Regions from separate parts of the Capra hircus genome. Here region 1 is linked to region 2. A link is a contact called in public Hi-C data. All regions are on one chromosome and are shown on one strand. Each heading gives the region's core, a stretch centred on a gene start, on an enhancer-like site or on the middle of the called end of the contact. The rest is flanking DNA. Distances are from core to core; before and after follow the strand shown. Region 1 overlaps ARNTL (aryl hydrocarbon receptor nuclear translocator-like protein 1). Region 2 has its middle 71 kb from the start of ARNTL.

Region 1 (5,421 bases), core at 867-3,366, 130 kb after region 2:
CTAAAGTTCAGAGGGCATTCGTGTAGGTGAAACTGTGTATGTAATGACCTGGGCCTGGAATGTGACTTCATTTTACATATAAACAAAAATAAAATTTGCATGTTTTTAATATATACTGAATTTTCCAGGAACACAAGCACCGAAGTATATGAGGTTTACCTATTTGTTATAAATAGCTATAGGCATCTCATTACATCTTTCACTATGTCTGGAGAGTAGCTGTGCCCAACCTCTGCATATTGATGGATGTGTTATTTTACTTTAACTAACTTTATTTTCTTTCTTCTTTGTATTACAGCAATGTTGATTGTCTTGAAATTGTAAGTGTTGGCAGGTTATATGATTTACAAATTTTATTTCAAGTGAATGAAAAGAATATTAAAAATATCTGTATTGAGTCTTTGAAAGTATGAGAGAGAGGGGGAGAGTTTGTGTGTGTGTGTTAGCTTATAAATCAGCTGGAGAAACCTTAGGATAGACTTGAAATAAAAAGAAATGGTTTCACTTAGAAATTTCCTTTTACGTAAGGATATGTAATAGAAGTCAGAATTTAACTGCATCCCTTGTCAGAGAAATAAAGTGTTTTGATGTCTCCCCTGGCCCTTTTAGAAAATATATAATCTTAGAGTCTAAAACACAGTTTTTATCATCAGCTTTTTTCAGCTTGGCCATCTTTATTTTTTTCATCACTCCCATCTGTGTGTGTGTGTGTGTGTGTGTGTGTGTGTGTGTGTGTGTTACCATCTATGTGTAGATTTTTCAGAAGGGAAAACCAGGCAGGCAGCCCTCCTTGCTTTTACCAAGTTTGTTTTTGTTGTTTTGTGACCTCTGCCTGAACAAATGGACTGTACAGGTTTTGCAAATTACCTATTCACGTGCTTTATTTTTCCACTGAGGTGATTGGCTTTTCATGGATTTACAGCAGGTTTTATTTTTGTTTTGTTTCACTTAATTCAGAAAGGATAATATTTCTTTACCTGCCACAGAGCTCTGGAGTCAGATGACCCTGAGTTTGAATCCTGGCTTTCCCACTCATTTGCTAAAAATTGACAGGCAGTTTACTTGACCTCTCTGAGGATTAGTTACTTCTAACTGAGAACTAGATGAAAAAACACTTCATGGCACAAAATAAAAGCCCAGTGCGTGGTTTCTGCTGCCAGTTTTTGTGTCGTCATTTTTGTTGTGATTCTTGCACTGAATATTTTTCTCAGAAAAATTATCTTGAGCTCTACAACTCACGTTGTTTGAGATTCTTAGACATATAACTCTCACTTGCTATTACTAAGGCTCAGAAAAATGAAACTGAAATCGCTGAAATTTTGTTTATTCCTCGTGTAGGAAAGAGACCAGTGAAAGAAAACAAGCAGATTCCATTTTAGTTAAAAGAGGAACTTGCAGGGTTATTCCTGGGGTCAGGAAACACTCAGATGAACATCTGAGATCTGGGGCGCTGGCAGGAGGCCTTGGCACTCATCATACAGTTAAATCGTCGCCCTCAAACTGTGTTTGCCAGGGCAGGCAAGTGGACAAGTACATTTCAGAAAGGTTCCCAGGCATTCCAGACTGGAACAGGAGGGACCATCTGATTTAGTGTTTAACCAAACACACCAGCCGTGCCCCCAGCACTGTGGTCGATTCACAGCCTTGTGACCCGTTTGGGCATCCTTGAACCAGAGGCGGGAGGCAGGTGGGCGAGAGCCAGCCCTGCCCTCTTCCTCCTACGTGGGATATCACTTTTGCTTTTCTTTGCTGAGTCTCTGCAGCAACAAAGCATATGCAGAGTTCTAGCTCTGGGAGTCGGGCATGTCGGGGTTCTGTCTTTGATCCCCCATTCTGGCTGTGTGATTTTGGACAAGTTGCTACACCTCTCTGAGCCTCAATACCATCTTTTTACATGATGGTGATCATAATACCTTCCCCAAAAGGTCGTGGTGAACCAAATGAGCTGGGTAAGGGCTAGCACCGTCCTCAGCATGTGTCATGCTCAGTCAATGGGAGCTGGGCGCTGCTCCAGGAAGGCAGGCGGCAGGTACATGGACCACAGTGTAGTCTGTGATGCAGACCTCCCACTCAACATGTCCCCAACCGTCTGCTCCTGCCCTGCTAGCTGGACCACAGGAAGGCTCTTCTTCCACCAGCCGTCACACGGGCACGTGGCCCAGCAAGGGGAGTTCAGGGGGGATCTTCTCTCCCACTGGCTCCCTGGGCTGGGGGCCTTTGTTCTGTTCATGGAAGGGCTACAGCCCTCATACCAGAAAAACATGTGGAATCCCACCAGCTGTTCCCTCACAGTATATCCAACACTCAGCAGCTTCTCACCACCCCACCATGGCCACCCAGCCCCAGCTCCTCTTAGACTTCACATCCCATTCATCCGCACAGCCTGCCTGAAAATATACCTCGAATTATTTCAGTCACTCCTCAGACCGGGCCTGAGTTGTGTCATCTTTTCCTGACTGTTCACTGTTCTAGATGTTTCCTCACTGGCTTTCACTGGTGATGCTGCTACCTTTATCTCACACACACACACATCACCCGCCATATACACTCACAGACATGCATGCACACACACACACACACATCACCCGCCATATACACTCACAGACATGCACGCGCACACACACACACACACACACACACACACACCACCCGCCATATACACTCAGACATCCATGCACACACACACACACACATCACCAGCCATATACACTCACAGACATGCATGCACACACACACACACACATCACCCGCCATATACACTCACAGACATGTGCACACACACACACACACACACACCCCACCCGCCATATACACTCAGACATGCATGCACACACACACATCACTCGCCATATACACTCACAGACATGCACGCACACGCGCACACACACACACACACACCACCCGCCATATACACTCAGAGACATACATGCACACACACACACATCACCTGCCATATACACTCACAGACATGCACGCACACACACACACACACATCACCCGCCATATACACTCACAGACATACATGCACACACACACACACATCACCCACCATATACACTCACAGACATGCACGCACACACACACACACACATCACCCGCCATATACACTCACAGACATACATGCACACACACACACACACATCACCCGCCATATACACTCACAGACATGCATGCATGCACACACACATCACCTGCCATATACACTCACAGACATGCACGCACACACACACACACCACCCGCCATATACACTCACAGACATACATGCACACACACACACACACACATCACCCACCATATACACTCACAGACATGCATGCATGCACACACACACACACACATCACCCGCCATATACACTCACAGACATACATGCACACACACACACACACATCACCCGCCATATACACTCAGAGACATACGTGCACACACACACACACACCACCCGCCATATACACTCACAGACATGCACGCACACACACACACACACCACCTGCCATATACACCCACAGACATGCATGCACACACACACACACACACACATCACCCGCCATATACACTCACAGACATGCACGCACACACGCACACACACACCACCCACCATACACACTCACAGACACGCACGCACACACACACACCACCCACCATGTACACCCACAGACATGCATGCACACACGCACACACGCACACACACACGCATCACCCGCCATATACACTCACAGACATGCGCACACACACACATCACCCGCCATATACACTCACAGACATGCATGCACGCACACACACACACACATCACCTGCCATATACACTCACAGACATGCACGCACACACACACACATCACCCACCATATACACTCACAGACATACATGCACACACACACACACACATCACCCGCCATATACACTCACAGACATACATGCACACACACACACACACATCACCCGCCATATACACTCACAGACATGCACGCACACACACACACACACCACCTGCCATATACACCCACAGACATGCATGCACACACACACACACACACACACATCACCCGCCATATACACTCACAGACATGCACGCACAGACACACACACACACAGCTCCTCCATCACTGTGCATGGCTATATGCACAGCACCGCCCCCACAGGGTCCCCCCTCCCCACCTTGCTTCTCAGCACGACAGCCAGATTTAAATCCCAGGTGGGTCATGCCATCCCTTTTCACTCAGAGTCAAAGCCAAGGTCCTTACAGGGGTTGGCCCAGCACCCTGTGGCCTCCACCACAGCACCGGTTCCTCTCTCGCCTGGAACACTCCTTGCTTCTCTGGCTCCCCACGTCTCCACCTTCCTCCCCAGCGCTCCTCCTGCCCCGTGGCGGACTTTCCTCCCCAGCACTTCCCACCTCCCAGCATCGTTTACTTCTTTATCCCTCTGCTGGCCTTGGTCACCAGAATGTATATGAGAGGAGGGCAAGGGTCTGTGTTCCCCACCCCAGCCCTGCCATGGAGAGCAGTGCATGGTACCTGGATGCTTTTAGTGAATATCTGTTGAAAGATTCACGAAGGATTGTGGGACTGCACACGCATAGTGTCTTCATCATTACAAAACTGTCCCGAATTGAAATTTGACGGCCACGGGCAATCTGTGGTGGAAGTTTACTCCGATGACCAGTTCTTTCATTGTGGAAATTACCTGGCCTACAGGGGTGCCTAGTAAGTTCTGCTGGATGCATTACTTTGGGGCTTTGGGGCCGTGGTAGCCATCCGAGGCCTCCTTCCCCATCAGTCCAACCCTGCAGCAGGCGGGACTGTATCCCCGAGCCCCTCGTCCCCCCGCTTCCCCACCGTGCATCCTGGTTCTGGCGGCACTGTCAGCCACTGGCCCCCCTTCCCCTGTATCCCCATCTCTGCAGGGAGGTCATCGTCCTTTGCTTTCACCATCTCATCTTCCTGGTAACTCTACAGTTTTGTTAGTATTACCTATTGATCTGGCTTTCTCGTTATCGTCTTCCCAGCTTCCCATGGTAGTTATTTCTCTGATTTTAGTTTAACTGGCCGTAGGACAAAAGGGGTGGACTCTCAAAGCAGCATCCTCGGTTTCAGATTCAGGGGTGCTCTCCGCGCTGCCCACTGCAGCACACGGGCCTCCAGAGTGTTCTCCAGCCCCACTCCCAGGTCCCTCTTCAAGCCTTTCCCCATCACCCTCATCCTCTCCCTTCTACTCCCAGAGCTTATCCACTGGCCAGGCCCTCCCCTCTCCCCCAGAGGCTTGTCCTCCCACCATTTCTGTGCCCCTTCACGGCAGATTTGCAGTCCAAGCTTGCTTTCTGTGACCTCCATACTTATGCCCAGTCCCCGGCCTTCTGCTCCTGGTCTCTCCTCACAGTTCAGCACTTTGGTAACCACAGTTAACCCAACAGGCATCCTAAGT
Region 2 (5,387 bases), core at 1,443-3,942:
GATTTGCATTGACTCTTTATGGACTTATAACATATATGTAGTTTCAAGCGTTTCCTTTTTTCCCTCTTAACATAACATCAAGTATTTTCCACACTGTTCCATCTTTATCACAGTTAACCTTCAATATGGTAAAAGATAATTGTTGTTCTGATCCAGGAGCATTTTGTTGATCATGAATATATAAACCAACTCCCTCCCCCCACACATGCTAATGATAAATTCTCCATGCAGACACTCATCCCTGCCTTCGTTGTGGATTATCCACAGCCCATTTATGCATCTCAAGATCTGTTGATCCCTTCTTAATCTTTTTTCTTTAACACTCGAAACAATGATCAGCAAGCTAGCTGAGGCCCCACCCCTTTCTCGCCTACTCAGAAAAACATGCAAGTGTGTGAAAATGACATTATTATAAGAATAACCTTGAATCCACTCCAATTTATAACAAAAGCAGCTCATTCGAAAACTTGGGTGCTTTTACTATCAGCTGTGCAAATCGCTTGCTACCCAGTTCAGACCCAAGTGTAACATGCGAGTGAATCCTGCCACTGTTGCTGAGCGCTGCTGGCCTACTGGGGAAGGCAGACACTAACTCGGGGAGACAGGAGCAAGGTTGGCACCCCACAGGGGGTCAGGAGAGTGCAGTCTTCTCAGAGCAAGTGGCATTTGAATGGCCTCTTGAAAGAAGTTGCTAGTTAGAACAGGAGGGAGGGCTGTTTCAGGTAGAAGGTTGAACTATGAAGCCTTAGAGCCCTGAGTACATGCCGCCCAGTGAAGACTGGTGCCCGCTCTGCAGTGGCTTTAACCTGTTGAACCGAGGGACCATTGAGATGGAAGGACATGCATGATTCACTGAGGGATTTTAGCCTTTTCCCATAGGTTTTCAGGCCCTGGAAGTTTGTTTGTTTCAGCTCTGTTGAGGTATTGTTTTTGTTCAGCCACTCAGTCGTGTCCGACTCTTTGTGACCCCATGGACTGCAGCACACCAGGCTTCACTGTCCTTCACCAACTCCCAGAGTTTGCTCAAACTCATGTCCATTGAATCAGTGATGCCATACAACCATCTCATCCTGTGTCACCTCCTTCTCCTCCTGCCCTCAGTCTTCCCCTGCATCAAGGTCTTTGCCACTGAGTCAGCTTTTCACATCAGGTGGCCAAAGTATTGGAGCTTCAGCTTCAGCTTCAGTCCTTCCAATGAATATTCAGAGCTGATTCCTTCAGGATTGACTGGTCTGATCTCCTTGCTGTCCAGGGCATTCTCAAGAGTCTTCTCCAACACCACAACTTGAAAGCATCAATTCTTCAGAACTCAGCCTTCTCTATGGTTCAACTGCCACATCCAAACTTTGACTACATGGACCTTTGTCAACAAAATTATGTCCCTGCTTTTTAATATTGGGGTATAATTCACAAATAAAAATTGTGTATACTTAAGGCATACAGTACAGCATTTTGATATCGTGTACCTTGTGAAATGATCACCACAGTCAAGTTAGATAACATAGCTGTCACCACAGAGAGTTACCTTTTTAACAATTAACATCTACCTCTTAACAAATGTCAAGTACAATCAATAGGTTAACCATAGTCACCACACTGTGCATTAGACCCCAAGAACTTATTCATCCTATTGAGCTGTTTTATATCCTTTAGCAAATATTTTCCCACTTTTCCCACCTCCACCCCTCCACTCCCATCAAACCGCTGGCAACCCCATTCTACCCTGAGAGTTCAACTAGTTCAGATCCCACGTGTAAGTGAGATCATTCATTTTTTGTCTTTCTGTGTCTGGATTATTTCACTTTGCCTACCATCCTCCAGGTTCATCCATGTTGCTGCAAATGGCAGGATTTCCTTCTTTCTTAAGACTGAATAATATTTCTTTATATAAATATACTGGAGAAGGAAATGGTGACCCACTCCAGTATTCTTGCCAGGAAAATCCCATGGACAGAGGAGCCTGGTGGGCTACAGTCCATGGGGTCACAAAGAGTCAGAAATGACTTAGTGACTGAGCATATGAGCATATATAAATCTCCATCCCATTTCTTCACCCATTCATCCATCAGTGGATGCTGAGGTTTTTTCATGTCTCAGCTAGTGTGAATAATGTAATAAATATGGGAGAGCAGATATCTTTTCAAGATCCTGATTTCATTTTCTTTGGATATCTACCCAGCATGAGACTGCTGATAGTTTTTAAACAGAAGATGATATTGTGTGAATGCACCTGGTTTAGAAAATTACAGGGGAAAGGAAAGTAGGAAGAGAGCAGAGAACCAAGGCTACCTGGGAGCCAGAGTTGGAGAGTGAGGTGGGACAGTAGAGTGTCGGGGAGCAGGTGGATGGACAGATTTGGCAAGTGATGATCCTCTGAGCTCAAAGAGTTGAACAACAGGCAATTGTCTGAGCTCTGTGTTATCCAGCTGTGTGTATTCTGGTCAAGGGGATGACTGACACCATGTCTGCAGCTTGCAACAATGCATCATCACAGTGTCAAAAATCACGCCATGACTGAGGACACGGTCATGCAGTCAACAAGGTTTCCCACAGTAAAGATCTGTGGGAGGAAATCTCTTCTCTTGCCGAAAAATAAACGAAAACAGTGTAAGGAATAGCAGTTCCCCCAGATAACTCTCCTGCTGTGCTGGTTAATAGAATTAGCAAGTGTCAAGGAACCAGATGGACTCCAATTTGAATCCCTGCTCTTGCCCCTCACCAGCTTTGTGACCTTGAGCAAATGACATGTAATTTGCTTGACCCTCAATTTCTTCATCTAGATGGACAAAAATTCCTACCTTGAAGGACAGTGGTGAAGATTCAACAGAATAATCCTGTCAAAGGCTCCTGCCCTATAACTTCAGTGCAGATTCCTTCCTTCCCCTGTCCTCATCCAATGCACTGTGCAAGGGTTAATAGGCTGAATGACTACCAACCAGGAGCTGAAAAACAAAGGGTTTGGAGGGAGAGGCTAGTGGGTGTACTTCCAGGCAGAAAGGGAAGTAGGGTGAGATGCTACCCATTAAAGCTGACTAATTCCACTGGAATTATGTGCAGGACAAAGGAGATTAACTGTGTGAAATCTCTAGAGTGCTTCAAAGAACCCTGTGTGTGTGCAGGAGTCCCCTTCCTGGGCTGGCCCGCCTCCTCTGGCTGGGGTGGGATGTCTGTGGGTGTGACAAGGGGCCTCTTAACAAAGCCCTGAATTCTAACCAGGACAAGCTGCTTCCCCACCAGGCACCAGGGAAGGGAAGCTGGCGGCAACCTGGGCAGGGCAGGCTTCCTCGTGAGGCTCCATGGCCCAGCTGGATCGAGTGACAGCCCACGGCTGACTCACAGCCGGAGAGGAGAGGCTGGCAGCTAGCTAGCGGCAGACCGGCCGGCGGCCCGAGGGTGAGCTCATTAACCACAGGGACGGTGAGCAATGCCATGTCACCAAGGCCCTCTCCATCTGGGGCACAGAGAGACCCCATCCCTGATCTCCTTAAAGATCCCTGGCTCTGGAGGTGCAAGGACCCCTTGTCCCTGTATCCCTGCTGTCCCCGGCATCCAGCCATTTTACCTTCCATAAAGGCAATTCATTACATGGCTAGTGACGGATGATGTCATTTTTGTACGTTGGTGGGAAGGTCACATGACCACACTCATAAAGCAGAATTCAGTGCTCCACCAGATGCTGTGCCCCTATTTGGGGTTTGGAAAATACGGTTACTGTTAATGTGCTAAACTGAGGCCTTCCTGTCTGTGGTAGAAAAATCCACCAGGCTTTGCTTGATTAACCTAAGAAAATTACCTCCTGCCTAGCCTGCAGAAATTGCATCCCTTCCTGAGGCAGACAGCAAGAGAGAAATACAGAACACATGCGCTCACATGGTATCTATAAAACCAGAAAACATCCTCCTGAAGAAAAGGAAACCATTTCAGTCTTCATTCCTCTTGACGGTCAAATTAGGTCACAGAATAATAGAGATTAATGGTATCTCTTAAGAAAAACCAAACCCTGAGAAGCATTTCAGAAAAGGTACCTCTTGAGTATGGGTGGCTTTTAAGTAACCAGTACTCATTATAATTTGCTATTCCAAGGAAGTGTGTCAAGACTGGTGAGTTAAATCCATTGCTGGCTTATATACCTGGGCTTTAAGGTAATGGCACCCCACTCCAGTACTCTTAAATCCCATGGATGGAGGAGCCTGGAAGGCTGCAGTCCATGGGGTCGCTGAGGGTCAGACACGACTGAGCGACTTCACTTTCACTTTTCACTTTCATGCATTGGAGAAGGAAATGGCAACCCACTCCAGTGTTCTTGCCTGGAGAATCCCAGGGACAGGGGAGCCTGGTAGGCTGCCGTCTATGGGGTCACACAGAGTTGGACACGACTGAAGTGACTTAGCAAGAAGCTCTTACTACTCCCAAGAATTTCTCTACCAGTCTTTGATGTTCTGGAATTTTCTTTGATTTAAAGGTTTTACTTCCAGAGTCCTCTTTCACAATATTTACATGATGGAATGTTTATTGCATTACAAACATTGATTGAGTTTGAGAGGTAGCTGATCACTATAGCATGTTGGATGTCTTTTCCTCTATTTCCTTCTTTCTTTCCTTGTTCCTCCCTCTATCCCTCCCTCCCTTCACTCTTTCCCTCCTCCATTTTATTCATTTATTTGTCTCTTAAATATCTACTGAGCACATACTATGCTGGAAGGAAGTGTAGACCAACATCTAAGAGTCTGGGGCCACGGAGCCAAGCCCTTTGCTTTCATCCTCAATGACTCAGACATGGCTTAAGATTCAGTTTTATCAGCCAGAAGAGAACAATAACAGACCTCCCTCCTAGGATTGTTGAGGGATTGTATGACCTATTACACATAAAATATTTTGCTCTGCCCCTGGTCCTTCCCAAATGTTCCCCCAAATGTCATCATTGTTATTAAAATAATGCAGGATGTAGGCTCTGTAGCTAAACAGCTCGGATTCAGATCCTGGCTTCTACCTACCAGCAATGTGACCCTGGGCAAGTAAATTCTCTGTGCCTCAGTCTCTTCATCTGTAAAATGGGGCTGATAACAGGTATTTGTTTTATAGGATTTTGTTGAAAGGATTTCAGCAACAGGTATTTGTTGAAAGGATTTATTAATATAGTATTTGTAAGGCACATAAAGCAGTGCCTGGCACATAGTAAGCGCTCAATAAATCAAGATATAATTGCAAAGAGTCAGACATGACTGAGCGACTGAACTGAACTGAACTGATTATTATTGGTGGCTCCAGAATTATGAAAATGGGAAATAAGAAAGACACTCTAGTAGGGAAGCCAGGCGTGTACGTGAATAATGACAGGGGAGTAGAAAAGCAGAAGTAGATACAAAGCACAGGAGGAAGTCTTAGCT

Evidence for each region. Hi-C and Micro-C count contacts between places; a contact is called where the count stands out from the background.
Region 1: a contact with region 2 is called in a Hi-C map of liver, with 3 times the contacts expected there. The contact joins two enhancer-like sites. A contact is called at or near these places in 2 of 5 Hi-C or Micro-C datasets (blood and liver).

What each region holds. Positions count from the first base shown.
Region 1 is chr15:42,992,820-42,998,240 of ARS1.2, forward strand. The region is part of intron 1 of ARNTL (aryl hydrocarbon receptor nuclear translocator-like protein 1); the gene reads left to right. Among named protein-coding and RNA genes, the nearest start is that of ARNTL, 63 kb to the left of the region's middle. Within about 2 kb of position 2,117, at least 1 of the 5 cell types and tissues checked has an H3K27ac peak or open chromatin away from gene starts, as enhancers often do.
Region 2 is chr15:42,859,424-42,864,810 of ARS1.2, forward strand. No RefSeq gene overlaps it. Among named protein-coding and RNA genes, the nearest start is that of ARNTL, 71 kb to the right of the region's middle. Within about 2 kb of position 2,693, at least 3 of the 5 cell types and tissues checked have an H3K27ac peak or open chromatin away from gene starts, as enhancers often do.